Regions from separate parts of the Mus musculus genome. Here all the other regions are linked to region 1. Evidence: chromatin contacts called from public promoter capture Hi-C data. All regions are on one chromosome and are shown on one strand. Each heading gives the region's core, a stretch centred on a gene start, on an enhancer-like site or on the middle of the called end of the contact. The rest is flanking DNA. Distances are from core to core; before and after follow the strand shown.

The links. Promoter capture Hi-C pulls out the DNA fragments that hold promoters and counts their contacts. Capture Hi-C pulls out chosen DNA fragments and counts their contacts.
Region 2: a contact with region 1 is called in a promoter capture Hi-C map of liver, with 9 times the contacts expected there. The contact joins the promoter of Rps19bp1 here to the promoter of Foxred2 in region 1. A contact is called at or near these places in 2 of 39 promoter capture datasets (both in liver).
Region 3: a contact with region 1 is called in a promoter capture Hi-C map of liver, with 6 times the contacts expected there. The contact joins the promoter of Tab1 here to the promoter of Foxred2 in region 1. A contact is called at or near these places in 2 of 39 promoter capture datasets (both in liver).
Region 4: a promoter capture Hi-C map of liver shows a contact between it and region 1, with 7 times the contacts expected there. The contact joins the promoter of Rpl3 here to the promoter of Foxred2 in region 1. A contact is called at or near these places in 3 of 39 promoter capture datasets (erythroid cells and liver).
Region 5: a promoter capture Hi-C map of liver shows a contact between it and region 1, with 2.4 times the contacts expected there. The contact joins the promoter of Pycrl here to the promoter of Foxred2 in region 1. A contact is called at or near these places in 1 of 39 promoter capture datasets (the C10 cell line) and 1 of 9 other capture datasets (liver).

Annotation. Positions count from the first base shown.
Region 1 is chr15:77,955,400-77,958,094 of GRCm38.p6, reverse strand. Foxred2 (FAD-dependent oxidoreductase domain containing 2) reads left to right here and starts at 1,373. Exons shown (of 9, transcript NM_001017983.2): 1 at 1,373-1,528; 2 at 2,006-2,506. The coding sequence starts at 2,007.
Region 2 is chr15:80,262,921-80,265,615 of GRCm38.p6, reverse strand. Rps19bp1 (ribosomal protein S19 binding protein 1) reads left to right here and starts at 1,310. Exons shown (of 4, transcript NM_175109.3): 1 at 1,310-1,389; 2 at 1,499-1,633. The coding sequence starts at 1,338.
Region 3 is chr15:80,131,804-80,134,498 of GRCm38.p6, reverse strand. It overlaps Tab1 (TGF-beta activated kinase 1/MAP3K7 binding protein 1), which reads right to left and starts at 1,353. Exons shown (of 11, transcript NM_025609.3): 1 at 1,311-1,353. The coding sequence starts at 1,343. The region is part of intron 1 of Gm31253 (a long non-coding RNA gene); the gene reads left to right.
Region 4 is chr15:80,082,094-80,084,788 of GRCm38.p6, reverse strand. Rpl3 (ribosomal protein L3) reads left to right here and starts at 1,383. Exons shown (of 10, transcript NM_013762.2): 1 at 1,383-1,465; 2 at 2,207-2,399. The coding sequence starts at 1,463. It overlaps Snord43 (small nucleolar RNA, C/D box 43), which reads left to right and starts at 1,883; the gene lies at 1,883-1,930.
Region 5 is chr15:75,920,218-75,922,912 of GRCm38.p6, reverse strand. It overlaps Pycrl (pyrroline-5-carboxylate reductase-like), which reads left to right and starts at 1,353. Exons shown (of 6, transcript NM_025412.2): 1 at 1,353-1,537. The coding sequence starts at 1,447.

The DNA.
Region 1 (2,695 bases), core at 124-2,623:
GGCCAGCAAAGGATGCTGAGCAGAAACCTTGGCGTTTCTGAGAATCTCAGACTTGGAGCAGCCCTGACTGAGATTTTAATGTAGAGTGCAAACAACATAAAATAGTGTGACAAATGTCTTGGGCTTCAGGAGTGGCCCAGAATCCAGATCCCTTGGTCCAATCCACCTACAAGAAGCTCCTGTAGCCCTGCGCTGTGGGCTGTAGATCAATGGCTGGGAATCCTGCACCTTAGCCAGGCGTGGGGCTCCTGATCATTCCATTTCCATCACCAAAGGCAGACCAACTTTCTAGTTCCTTTTGGTGCCTGCCCATCCTCTCCACAGTATCTATGAAATGCTCGGCTTTATTTTCGGTGAGATACCTTGTCTACCCAGGATAGCTCCAAACTAAACCTGTGGGCTGAGGTCTCCACAATGACAATAAACTAAAGTTTATGTCTGCCCCCAGGGCGGATTTCTTTAGTGCAGGCTCTAAAGAAAACACCAGCATTCCGGGTGTGCTTTCTTTCACCAGGAAAATCATAAACGTAAATTTCTAAGGGCAAATGAGGGAAGCTGCAAGTGGGCGGGGTTCCGATTAGGCTTCCAGGAGCAAGGCTCCTTTTTAATGGGAAGCAGCTACAGTCACGCAAAGCTGGTAAAGTCCTTCCCAGATGTTTTTCCTAAGAACCCTCAGCTTCTGCATCGCCTTGTGAAGGTCGCTATCCTTTCCTCCAAAAGGCACACAGTATTCTAATTAGCCAGGTGAGTAACTTGGTCTAGGGAGCTAGCCTGAATATTCAAATCCTCCTTCCTACACAGAATTGCAGTTTGAGCCTCTGGGTTGGGGAGTTTGAAGCAGGATTTCACACAGTCCTCTTGTCTCAGTCTCACGATTGCTGGACATACAAGAGTGAGCCACTATGCTGTCTCAAAACCCACTTAGCTTTATCTTTGTTTTATGCAAACCTTGTCACTTTGTATTGACGAGTCAGTTACAAAGTGCTGGGAATCGCTTCCCTTGGCCACCCTTCGTACAACTGAACGATCAAGACTCTAAGACAATAATTGGTTCATCTGTCTTGGCCTCTCCTCAGTCCCACAAAATTGACTGGCCAATTAGGTTCAGTCTTCTACAGTAATAAAGGGATATAAATGGCAAGGTTTTCTCCAAAAATCTCTCATCTTCTGGCACAAGGATTAGTACAAATCAAAAGGAAGGGCCAGGCGTCCCATCATGGACCTGCTGTTCCCCAAGGCACCTCTACCCTCAGAAACAGCGCTCACAGCACGTGTGCGCCACTCGCGCCCCGGCCGCCCCACCAGTCCCGGCGTGCTGCGCGTGGCACACGTGACCCGCCCCCTGCTATTGGCCCGGAGTGGGGAGGGGCGTGGCCGCTGTGGCGCGAGTCAGCCGTAGCTTCCCTCCACTGCAGCCTGTCGTGGGAGCATCGCTGGGCTACCGGTGGCGGCAGCGTGCGGGTCGGAAGCTCAGCCTGGGGACCGCGCACGCGCCAGAAGCAGTGCGGGATAGCGGAGACCGCGGCAGGTGTGCTGGGGCATCCTCACGTGATCCGGGGGGCTGGGGCGGGGCCTTAGAAGCCACACCTCCTTCAGGGTCCCGTACCCCCACCCCCAGGGTGAAAGGTGGGTAGACCAACCAGAACCTCTGAAGGGTCCACCTGGGAAGACCTCCTCCCAAAATGCAGGGCACATCCAAAATGAGTGGAAATTGGGGAAACTGCCTCTCCTTTGGGGTGGAAATTACCATGACAATAAGGGAGTCTGACACCCTAGGAAAGTGGACTATGGAGATGAGCTGGGGATTCAGAATTCCTGTGGGCCCTTGATCCTACCTGAAAGAGATGGAGACGGGATAGATGAGCCCCTAGGTCCCGGGGTTCAGTACTAGCCCCGCTCCAGATCCCTGGGAGGCTCAAGCGCCTGGTTTCTCGTTCCTCGGGAAAGCCGGCTGTCACCAGCTGCCAGCCACGAGGTGCGAGGCCTCTCCTCTACTGTGCTGCAGGATGGGTCCCTCGGGGCTGCTGGTGGCCCTAGCCTTGCACCTGGCAGTGTGTTCCCGTCCGCACCGGGACTACTGCGTCCTGGGCGCCGGTCCTGCGGGCCTGCAGATGGCCGCCTTCCTGCATCGAGCCGGCAGGGACTACGAGGTATTCGAACGCGAGTCCGCACCTGGCAGCTTCTTCACTCGCTACCCGCGCCACCGCAAGCTCATCAGCATCAACAAGCGGCACACGGGCAAGGCCAACGCCGAGTTCAACCTCCGCCACGACTGGAACTCGCTGCTCAGCGACGACCCACACCTGCTCTTCAGACACTACTCGCAGGCTTACTTCCCCGACGCCAGCGACATGGTGCGCTACCTGGGTGACTTCGCGCGGCGCCTGGGGCTCCATGTGTTATACAACACAAACATCACCCATGTGACCCTGGACAAGGATCCACAAGCCTGGAACGGCCATTACTTCATTCTGACGGACCAGAAGGGCCAGGTTTACCAGTGCAGGTAAGGAGCCTCAGGACACAGCCGAATTGGCCTCGAGATTGGAGAGAATGAGAAAGGGGCTACTTCTTGCTCCCAATGGGGTTCAGTGCCAAGCAAAACTTTTTTAAGGTGCGTCCTTACAAAGCTGTGGCTGAGTATGTTTGGGGAAATCTAGCAATTTATCGTACAGGATTTGCCAGGCTCTATTGC
Region 2 (2,695 bases), core at 61-2,560, 2.3 Mb before region 1:
GTGGTGGCACACGCTTTTAATCCCAGCACTTGGGAGGCAGAGGCAGGCTGATTTCTGAGTTCAAAGCCAGCCTGGTCTACAGAGTGAGTTCCAGGACAGTCAGGGCTGCACAGAGAAACCCTGTCTTGAGAGGGGGGGGGGGGAACTCATGTAACCAGAGAACATTTATGTGTAATATTTATCGATAGAATATTTACATCTATGTGTAATATTGATTGTAATATTTATTGATCTATCAGACTAAAAACTGACCTTTTTTTTTTCAATACTAGGGATTAAATCCAAGCATTCTACCGCCAAGCTATTAATACATCCTAGCTCTTCTTATTAATCTGTAACCCAGACTGGTCTAGAATTTGGAGTGTAGCTATGTGATATAAACTGACCTGAAACTTGCCACTCTCCTGCCTCGGCTTCCCAGGTGCTGGTATTCTAAGTGTTCTGGTATCACTGTGCCCAGCAGTATTTACTGTTTCGCCTGACAACCAACTCATTGCTTAATAACATAAACAGTATTTTGCAGCAAATAGCTGTATTTTTCAAAACAAAGCACTTTATTTTGCATGTTTGCAAATCTATTTCTTTGTTGGGGTTTTTTTTTTTTTTTGGTCTTTTGTTTGGTTTTTTCCTTTTGTTAGTTTTGGTTTGGTTTGTTTGTTTGTTTGTTTGTTTGTTTGTTTGAGACAGAGTCTTGCTATGTAGCCCAAGTTAGCCTGGAACTCAGAGCAACAATCTCTGTTCAATCTCCCAAGTATTGGGACTACAAAGTACGACACCTAACCTCCTTGGCTTTACTGATTCTCACACAGATTCTCACAGTGCACGGGACCGGTGTAATGCTTTGAAGGTCATGAAAACTGTCTAAGCCCGGCAAAGTGGCTTAGGTCTGTAAATCCGGCCCTTGGGCGGCAGAGAGAGAAGGATCAGGAGTTCAAAGTCATCCTCAGCTACAATCGAGTTCAAGGACAGCCTAGGCTAGATGTATCCTTGTCTAAAAAGAAAGTAGAAAGAATCACTTCTTTTGCAGGAACTCAGTCTATTCCACACTTGGCCCCTGGACAGAATTGACCAGTAAGGCTAGAAGTCGAGTCTGCCCGCCCACACAGCCTGGATCACCAGAGACCTGTTGCTTAGAAATTGAACAACTGTGGCTTCTGCGCTTTGGACACGCCCCTAGCTCCCCGCTCCTCCGGGGCTATAGGAAAGCCATTGAGCCTGCGTTCTAAGGCAGCACTTCCGCTCGCTGCGGAACCCTGAGCTCCTGCTCCAGTTTCTGCCGAGGAGCGAACACCGCCAGGGCGGAAGTAGCTCGCCGCGTGTGGGCGGGGCTCGGAAACATGTCGGCGGCGTTAGTGCGGCGCGGTTTGGAGCTTCTGGCGGCGTCCGAGGGTGAGGAGAGCAGGTCCTGCGACAGTCGCGCTGTGTAGGAGAGCCAGCCGGGCGGGTGGGGAGGGAGAGCGCGCCCTTCAACTCGGTCCTTCGCTGCCTTTCCCCGTAGCTCCCCGTGCGGTCCCGGGCCAGGTCCAGGCTAGCGGGACTCCGGCGAAGCGGACCCGGAGGGCGCGGGCCAAGGCCTCCCAGGCTCTGAAACTGCGGAACTCAGCGAAGGGAAAGGCGCCTAAGTCCGCTCTAGGTGAGTTGAGAAAGACTGTGAGCGCTTCTTAGAATTGGGGGCAGCGCCTTCGAGTCGGGAGTTCCAAACGTTCCCCGAGACTCCACAAGGAAAAGGCAAAATGAATGTTCAAATCGTGGGGGACAGGTTTCGAACCCAAGCAATCTAATTCCCAGGTCTGCCGCTGTCTGCTATGTGGCAGTTAACAGGATGAGAGAAAGAGGGAAAAGCCTGGGAGTGGTGACACACATCTGTCATCCCTGCACTTGAGAGGTGGAGGCAGGAGAATCAGAAGTTCTGTGTCTTTCCGTGGTGAGTTCAGGGCAAGACCTAATCGTGAAGGCAGATGAAACGCAAGACCCAGGCGCTTGTGAGCTCTAGCCGTGGTGGGGAGAGAAACATCAGAGAGTCTCTCTTAATTATTTATTTATTTATTTATTTGGCTTTTTGATACAGAGTTTCTCAGTATAGCCCTGGCTGTCCTGGAACTTACTCTGTAGACCAGGCTGGCCTCGAACTCAGAAATCTACCTGCCTCTGCCTCCCAAGTGCTAGGATTAAAGGCGTGCGCCACACGCTTACTCTGTAGACCAGCCATCAGAGAGTCTCAAAACTAACAAGCAGGGTTTTGCCAAGTGAGTGAGGCTTGTGAGGTGAAAGGCTCTGCAGTGCTCCGAGGAAGAATCAAACTAACAAGCCAAGGTGGAAGCAACGTTAAGGCATCTGAGAAGGTTTTAGCCAGAAAGGCTTGAGAATTTGGAAGAAGGCTAACGGGTAAGATGAGCAAGAGGCAAGATGGAGGACCCATCAGGGATAGAGGGCTGGCTCACTGGTTAAGAGCACTTGCTGCTTGCTCTTCCAGAGGACCTGGAGCCCCCCAGAAGCCCACAAAGCTGCTCACAGCCCACTGTAACTCCAGGTCTGGGGATTAGATACCCTCTTCTGATTCCACAGACGCTCACTTGGGGTGCACATACATACACTAAGGCACGCAACACACACACATTTATGAAATGAAGCACTCAGTCAACAGTTTACCCTTCTAAACTAACTAACTCGTTTGACCCTCACGGCAGCCCTGTGA
Region 3 (2,695 bases), core at 104-2,603, 2.2 Mb before region 1:
CAGAGAACACATTCTCTGTGTGCTGGGAAAAGCCTACACTCTGCCCTAACTGGTGTTCTTTGGGTCCCATCACAAGGAAGAGACAGAAGATACTTGACCCAGTCGACCTTTCTCTTGTTAGCAAGCCAACTCAGTCGGCATCAGTCACTATTTTTTTCCCAGCCCCTCTTTCTCTCAAGGTCACAATCATATCAGTGTTCCCCAGACGCTTTCTACAATGGGGACATTTATACAAGGGCCTTGCCCTCTGGGACCTTACAAAACAGAGAGCCAGACCTCTTTACTCCCAGGGTTTTACAAAAGGCCCGAGCAGGCACACAATAGTGAAGGGAAAGCCATCTCTCTCTTCCCCCACGTCTCCCTCTGGCTTCAGATCCTCTAGGCCAGGCAAGCTACTTCCCCCCACCCTTGAAAAGCCAAGACCTAGTTCCTGACCAATTTCCTCATTCTGTGACAGACACTGACCAAGCACCTAGCATGCAAGGGTGGTAGGGTGGTGAAGTCAACATGCTAAGAGGCGCTGGTCTTCAAGGAAGCAGACATCCAGAGGCAACTCCTACAGAGTGCCACGGTAAGGAAGGCCAAGGGATCCCCGCCCTGTCCTGGCAGATCCAAACAGTACTCTGAGCTAACATACATACATGTGTAACTGCACATATGTGAGAAAGATGCAGGGACGGGTAGACTACATCAAACCGTGGAGGTCCAGATGACCAGGTCGGGGTGCCTGGAGCCAACCTTCAACGGGACCCGGTGAACTGGGAGGCAGAAGTAAAACCCTACGCCCTCACTTGAGGAGCCTAAACCTTAGGGGTGTTTCTGGAACCAGACTATTTTAATCCTGCCTCTGCCTCTGCCGCTCACCAGCTGCCTGACCTCGGTTTCCTCGTCTGTAAAAACTTTTAGTCGCTAACTATTCTCCGGTGCTGCTGGCGAAGCTTATAAACGCGAGGCGGTCCACACAATGCCAGAGATACAGCACGCCTTACACAAGCGGGGGGCTATTTATTATTAGTCGTGTCCACGCTCCGGATGGCCCGCTCGGCGGCGCCACGTCCCCTTCCGGCTCGAGGACGCTCCCACTCCGCAGGACCCCGGCGCCCTTGACCCCCTAGAGGCCCCAGCCTGCGACGCGCACGCGCAGAACAGGCGCGGCGCCAGCCGGCTGTGGGTCTCGCGCGCTGCAAGCCCCCAAAGGCCTCTGGGGCGAGAGGGCCATGCTCTGCCATCTAAAGACAACAGTTCCTGCACCCGAGGACACACCCGAGCTCCCAACCCTCCCAGCCCGGAGAGCGGGTCGGTTTCCTCACACTCTGGAGCAGGCTCCTCCTCTGCGCCGCCATCTTGGAGGACCCCGCGGCGCGCCAGGCTCTCGGAGTGGCGGGATGAGGGGCTAGAGCGGCTCGGGCTGCCGCGGAGCTTATCCACAGCGCCCCCGGCGGAGCGGAGGAGGCGCAGCAGAGGCGCCTTGAGCAAGCGCGGCTCTTGCCCCCACCCCACCCCCAACCCCATCAGCCTACTTTCTTCGACTTTCTTGTTTCCTGGGGTCTTTATGGGTGTGCTTTCTCCCGGATTTTTTTTTCACCCCGATGGAGATCCTGAGATCCTATTTAAAGCGGCTTAGCGAGGAGGGAGCAAGAGAGAACGAATGATTCAGTTTACAAGAGTAGTGGGTGACTGACTGCCTGATCTTATAATGGAGGCCACCCCAATGCCAAACTAGCTGAAGTTAGATTTGGAGAAGACTGCAATTCCGAGTAGTTGTAAATTCTCAGAAGTTAAATTTATGGACGGTAACATGGGAGTGTAGTGTTAGCTGGCAATGTAATTGCAGGCCACTTGGCGTGACTGGCCAGTGCCCAAAGGAAGAGTCTGTTTGTTCTAGAAGCACGGTGCGGAAGCTCGATTTGGAGAGTCACAACTGTAATCCCAGAGTTTAGGAGACTGAGGCAGGGGGATTATAAATTTGAGTCCTGTAATCCCATCCCTTAAGAAGAGACAGGAGGAGCCGAGCGTGGTGACACACGCCTTTAATCCCAGCACTTGGGAGGCAGAGGCAGGCGGATTTCTGGTCTACAGAGTGAGTTCCAGGACAGCCAGGGCTATACAGAGAAACCCTGTCTTGAAAAAAAAAAACAAAAACAACAACAAGAAGAGACAGGAGGACCAGAAGTTTGATACCAGCATGGACTACTATATGACACCCTGTTTCATTAAATGAATAAATAATCCAGTATCAATTTTTTTAAAAGATTTGTGTATTTATGTATGAGTACACTATAACTGTCTTCACACACCAGATCCCATAGGTCCCATTAGAAACGGTTGTGAGGCACCATGTGGCTGTTGGGATTTGAACTCGGGACTTCTGGAAGAGCAGTCAGTGCTCTTAGCCGATGAGCCATCTCTCCAGCCCCCCAGTATCAAGCATTTTATTAAAGCAACAGGAAATGGCCTAAGACAGTGCTGATGGGCCAGTGTGGTGGCACATGCCTTTAATCCCAGCACTTAGGAGTCAGAGGCAGGCGAATTTCTGAGTTCGGGGCTAGCCTGGTCTACAGAGTGAATTCCAGGACAGCCAGGGCAACACAGAGAAACCCTGTCTCGAGAAAACAACAACAATAAAAAGACAGTGCTGATGGGAAGAAGTGTGTCAAAGATCCCTGCAGATTTTTTTTTGCAGGCTCAGGTAGGT
Region 4 (2,695 bases), core at 134-2,633, 2.1 Mb before region 1:
GGGACTGGAGGGACGTCTTAGGAATTAAGGGCTCTTGCAGAGGACCAAGGTTTGGTTCCCAGCACAACAACCATCTGTAACTCCAGTTCCAGAGGGTTCCATACTCTCTTCAAATCTCCCCGGTACTGCACATATGTGGTGCACGTGCATAAATGAGGAAAGCACTCATAAATATAAAATTAAAAAGAGCTTATTTAAGATATTCTTAAGTGGCGCTCCTCCACTTTCAGAAATTATTTTTTAAATTTTAATAAACCTATGTTGCTGTTCGAAAAATAAATTCATTAAGAATCTTGATCTGGAGAGATGGTTCAGAAGTTAAGAAAACTTGTCATCCCACGGGACCCAGGTCTAGTTCACAGCATTAACAACGGTCCAGGGGGATCTGACACTATTTTGACTTTTTTTTTTTTTTTTTTTAGATTTATTTATTTAGTGTATATATGAGTATAGAGGTCACCTGATCCCATTACAGATGGTTATAGGCCACAATATCGTTGCTGGGAATTGAACTCAGAATATCTGGAAGAACAGTCAGTGCTCTTAACCATTGAGCTATCTCTCAAGCCCTTATTTTTTTTTAAAGATTTATTTTTATTTTATGTATATGAGTACACTGTCGCTGTCTCCAGACACATCAGAAGAGGGCATCGAATCCCAGTACAGGTGGCTATGAGCCACCATGTGGTCACTGGGAATTTAACTCAGGACCTCTGGAAGTGCAGTTGGTGTTCTTAACTGCTGAGCCATCTCTCCAGCCCGGTTTGACTTCTGAAAATGTCACGCACGCCCGTGGCGCACATTCGTACACACGGGGGGGGGGGAACCTCACACATTTGTAAATCTGAAATTAAGAACAAAATATGAACGGGACATGACATCTGGAGACTGAATTGGCAGAGACAGGACTTGAGGGAGATGTGCCCGAAATCATGGCGCATTAAAGGCATGGCTTGATTGGAAGACTGAGAGCAATGTTGGTGATCACATCAAAATCACTGGTTAGGTAAAAGAGCAGTTTCATTCAGTCTATCTTAAGAGCTCACGAGAACAACGCAGTCAGTTGTCTCACACTAAGCCTGCTTCAACGCCGTTGTTTTCGTTGCTGTGTGGGACTAGCCCTGTGTGATTCCGTTCTAGAAGTGAGAGGAAGCACAATGCCTCCATTTTTCTTCATTATCATGAAATTTGGCTGCTGCAGAACGCCGTAGTTCTTTACATTCTAAACCTCAGCGTCGACGAGGCGTTTCGCTAAGCTTGAACCCAATCATTCTCCGTAGACCCTATTTGTCAATCCTAGTGGGCGGGAAAAATGTGTGTAAAATGACATTCGATGCGCGCCCTTCGACCCGACGCCTATGCGTCAACACGTTCGCACGCTCAGGGGGCGGAGCCATCACTTGGCTTTATATAGCCTGCACTGGCTCCTGGTCGCTCTCTATCTGCGGCGTGTGGCGGCGAGATGGTACGTATGGCCATGCTGCCTTCTAACTTGGTCTCCTGTGGGCCTGGCTTGTATTCACCTCCCATCGGCGCCATCCCTGGCTCGCCAATCCTGAAAGGATGTAATAGGGGATCGATGTGAGGGCCGCGACCGTCCGGAAATTCAGGGACCTTAACGGCCTTACGGAGGATGTGTGTGGGACCGGCCTGGGCCTGTGTGCGACCCATTTGATATCAGCGTAATCCTAAGGGACTTATGGAATGGGCTGTTTTGTGCTTAATTCGAGGGTAGTGGTCAGTCTGGTAGGGATGGCCCAGGTCTTTAGGAATGCATTGGTTAAGTGGAGAAATTTGGCAAATCGGGTCGGGTCTCCATTTTGGAATGTTATAAGAGTGGAAGGTGCATCTCTAGAGTTCTCAGAAGCCACAAATGATGAACCTTTTGACGGGCGGACAGAAACTCTGTGCTGAATGTCAAGTTCTGATTTGGCTTTAGGAGGGAGTGTTTGAGGCCGACTTGCATTAGACTCCATCTTGATACGCCATGTTGCCATTTAGTCACATGGGATACTCTTGAAAGTTCACCCATCGAGGTTTTAGTATAACTAAGCTGTTTTGTGTTTGAAAGGCATGGAAACTAAAAGCATTAAGCTGAAGTCTTATTGCAGTCTGTCCTCTGATACAATTCCTTTAAATGTGGAACCCTCCTTTGGGCTTGATTGGAAGACTGAGAGCAATGTTGTGATCTCTCCCTTTACCTCAGTCTCACAGGAAATTCTCAGCTCCCAGGCATGGGTCCTTGGGCTTCCTGCCTCGCAAGCGCAGCAGCCGGCATCGTGGGAAAGTGAAGAGCTTCCCTAAGGATGACGCTTCCAAGCCCGTTCACCTCACAGCCTTTCTGGGTTACAAGGCTGGCATGACCCACATCGTCCGGGAAGTTGACAGGCCAGGATCTAGTATGTACAGTACTTCCTTGTCCAACTTGGGCTGTGTGTAATTTTGCCTGTAGTTACAGTAAATTCCCAAAGGAGCACAATAGCTTCATCCTGGGGTGCTTTGTGGTAAGTCTAGAACAAAGCCTGACTTAGTGTGGTAGTGCCCACACTAAGGGAGCCTAGAAGTGTTTTGGCCTAGCGAAATTTAACACAGATTCCTGTGCAGAGTCCTGTTGGGGTAGTTGGTTGTTTCCATGCCAGTGCCTGTTATCAACCCTAGGTACTCTGAAAAGGTAGACACATTTAACAAGTGTATT
Region 5 (2,695 bases), core at 104-2,603, 2.0 Mb after region 1:
CCTTGATCACTCTGGCCAGACAGCTGCATACACTTTCCGACAGACTTGAGGCCAAGTCTCAGCCTTGAACATTTCTGGGTGCCGCCCAGAATACACAAGTTCTTTACACTCATGTCCCTCACCCCATAGAATGGATTTTTGTCTCCATATTGAGGATTCTGCAGGTTCCCTGTTGCTACCTGAGACAGTTAATGTCTAAGAAGGAAAAGCCTTATTTAGCTGTAGTTTTTAGCTCCTGGTTTTACAGGTGTCCATCTAATGTCAGGCAGACTTAGTGCTTGTAGGCTTCAGGTGGGGTCTGGGGAAAGATTAGGAAATTATAACTCTTCACCTCGCACAGTGAGAGAGAGGGAAGGACTGGCCATCACATCCCAATTGTGGCAAGCAGGAGATGACCATCTTTACTGTGGGACCTCACAGTCCAAAGACAGCATGCACTGCCCTTCTAAGTGCTGTGTTCTAGTTTGCCTAATTATGCACATTCAAAACAAGACAGCAACAAACCACCTGTATGCTGGTGGTTGTTTGAATTGGTAATTTGGATGAGACGAAGGCTGGGATCCTGATCATTTTATTTATTTATTTATTTAGTTAGTTAGTTAGTTAGTTAGTTAGACAGGGATTCTCTCTGTGGCCTTGACTGTTCTGGAATTTGCTTTGTAGACCAGGCTGGCCTCAAACTTGAGCTCCACCTGCCTGGGACTGAGACCAAAGGTGTGTGCCACCACAGCCAGGCTTCTGATTGCTCATGAAAACCTGCCTTTTTTTCTGTTTTGGGCTTCTTGATTTGCTTGCTTTTTCTTTCCTCTGCTCTCACTTTAGCTAAATGACTATACATATAGCCAGCTAAGTGACTAAATGTCACTATATGTGGAATTCAATACAGATAACTATTTTGGTGAGACACTAAAGCACTCAAAAGTTTTTTTTAAATTAAAAAATAAGTGCTGTGTATTAGTGACTGATGGTTAGTGCTGCTTTTAATGTAGAGAACCAGAACCCACTCCGAGGACTGAACCCAAGGCACCCAAGCTAGGCAAGAGCTTGGAGTACCTACCTTACACCCCAGGCCCATCCTGGAGTGGTTCAAGCGTTTTTTGGTTTTTGTTTTTTTTGTTTTTCTCCCCCTCTAAATCTCTCTGTAAGGGTTTTGGAGAGACTCTAGCTAGCTTCAGGCTTCTCAGGAGGAATTAGACAGCCTGCTTAGGACTAGCTCCCCTTCCTTTCTCTTCTTTCCCCTCAGCAAAATCACTGACCAATGGTTTACCAAAGCTTGGGGGAAATCCCGCCTCAAGCGTCAAAATCCAAGTGTCTGCGCCCGCCCCGCCCCGCCCCGCCCCGCCCCTCTGTCCTCCCAAACCCGCCCAGTCGCTTCTGTCGGTCAAAGCAGTTCTAGTGGGCGGGACCCGCTGCCGCAAGGACGAGAGAAGGCCAGCTCAGAGCAGGATGGCGGCGACAATGTCTGAACCTCGGCGTGTGGGCTTCGTGGGTGCAGGCCGCATGGCGGAGGCCATTGCCCGAGGCCTCATCCAAGCAGGTGGGAGGCGAGGCCTGGCTGGGGGAGCTTTCGTTCTAATGGGAGGAGTTCGTAAGCCTTGGCGGGAGGGGCGCACGTGGTACACCAAGGGCCAGTAGGGTGAATTCGCTGGTTTCCTGGGTGAGAATCATACATCAGGACTCTATTAAGGCCTCCAGGATCGCTGGATGAGTCCGCAGTCCCTTCCCAGGCCGGTGAGTGGGCATGTTAGGCGAGGTGTGGGGGAAAAAAACCAAAAAAAACCAGTTCATTTATTTAACATTGATTGTATTGGTGAATATTCCTTTAAATGTATTGCATTAAAGAATATTACGATTGACTTCACGTGTGACTTCTTTGTAGTGGAGTTTGCTTGTTTCTTTTCTTTTCTCTTCTTCTCTTCTCTTCTCTTCTCTTCTTTTCTTTTCTTTTCTTTTCTTTTCTTTTCTTTTCTTTTCTTTTCTTTTCTTTTCTTTTCTTTTCTTTTCGAGACAGGGTTCATTTGGCCTGGAACTCCCAGGTAGACCAGGCTGATCCTGAACTCAGGGATCCACCTTTTTCTGCCTCCCAGAGTGTTGGAATTAAAAGTGTGAGCCACTCGCTGACTCGCTTTTAACTTTTTATCTCCTTAATGTGGCTGCGAGTTTCTAGTTCCATATGTGGCTCAAATCGTGCCTTAGATTGAACCGACTTAATGCCAAGTTAAATGTCTGACGTCCTGGCCTCTTCCTCCTCAGCCTCTGGCTTAACCAAAGGCTACCCATTCCTCAGCCCCCACTCTCAGAGGTGGGCAGCTGTGAGGACACTCGGGAGGAAGAGGATTGGCCCTGTGCTCTGAAGAGTGCCTGCTATCGCTGGTTTGTCATTTCTTTATGGCAACAATACCTTGAATTTGAAGACTGACGTTTCTCCACCAGTTCCAAATGTCTGCTACCTGGAGCTTGAGGGGTATGGTGGGGAGAGAGGCAAACTCTTCCGGGCTGAGGACTGCTGGTGTATATAACTGATGTTTTACTGGCCCAGCACGGCTGTACAGTATTTAGAAAACTTTATGAACAGATTGCGGGTAGAGGAAGTTGGTGACCTTTGGCTCTCTGCTTTCAGTTGTATTTCAAAGTCCAGAGGCCCATGATCATGGGAGGAGGGCTTCCTACAAGCCTTAGCAGTTTACACGTCGAA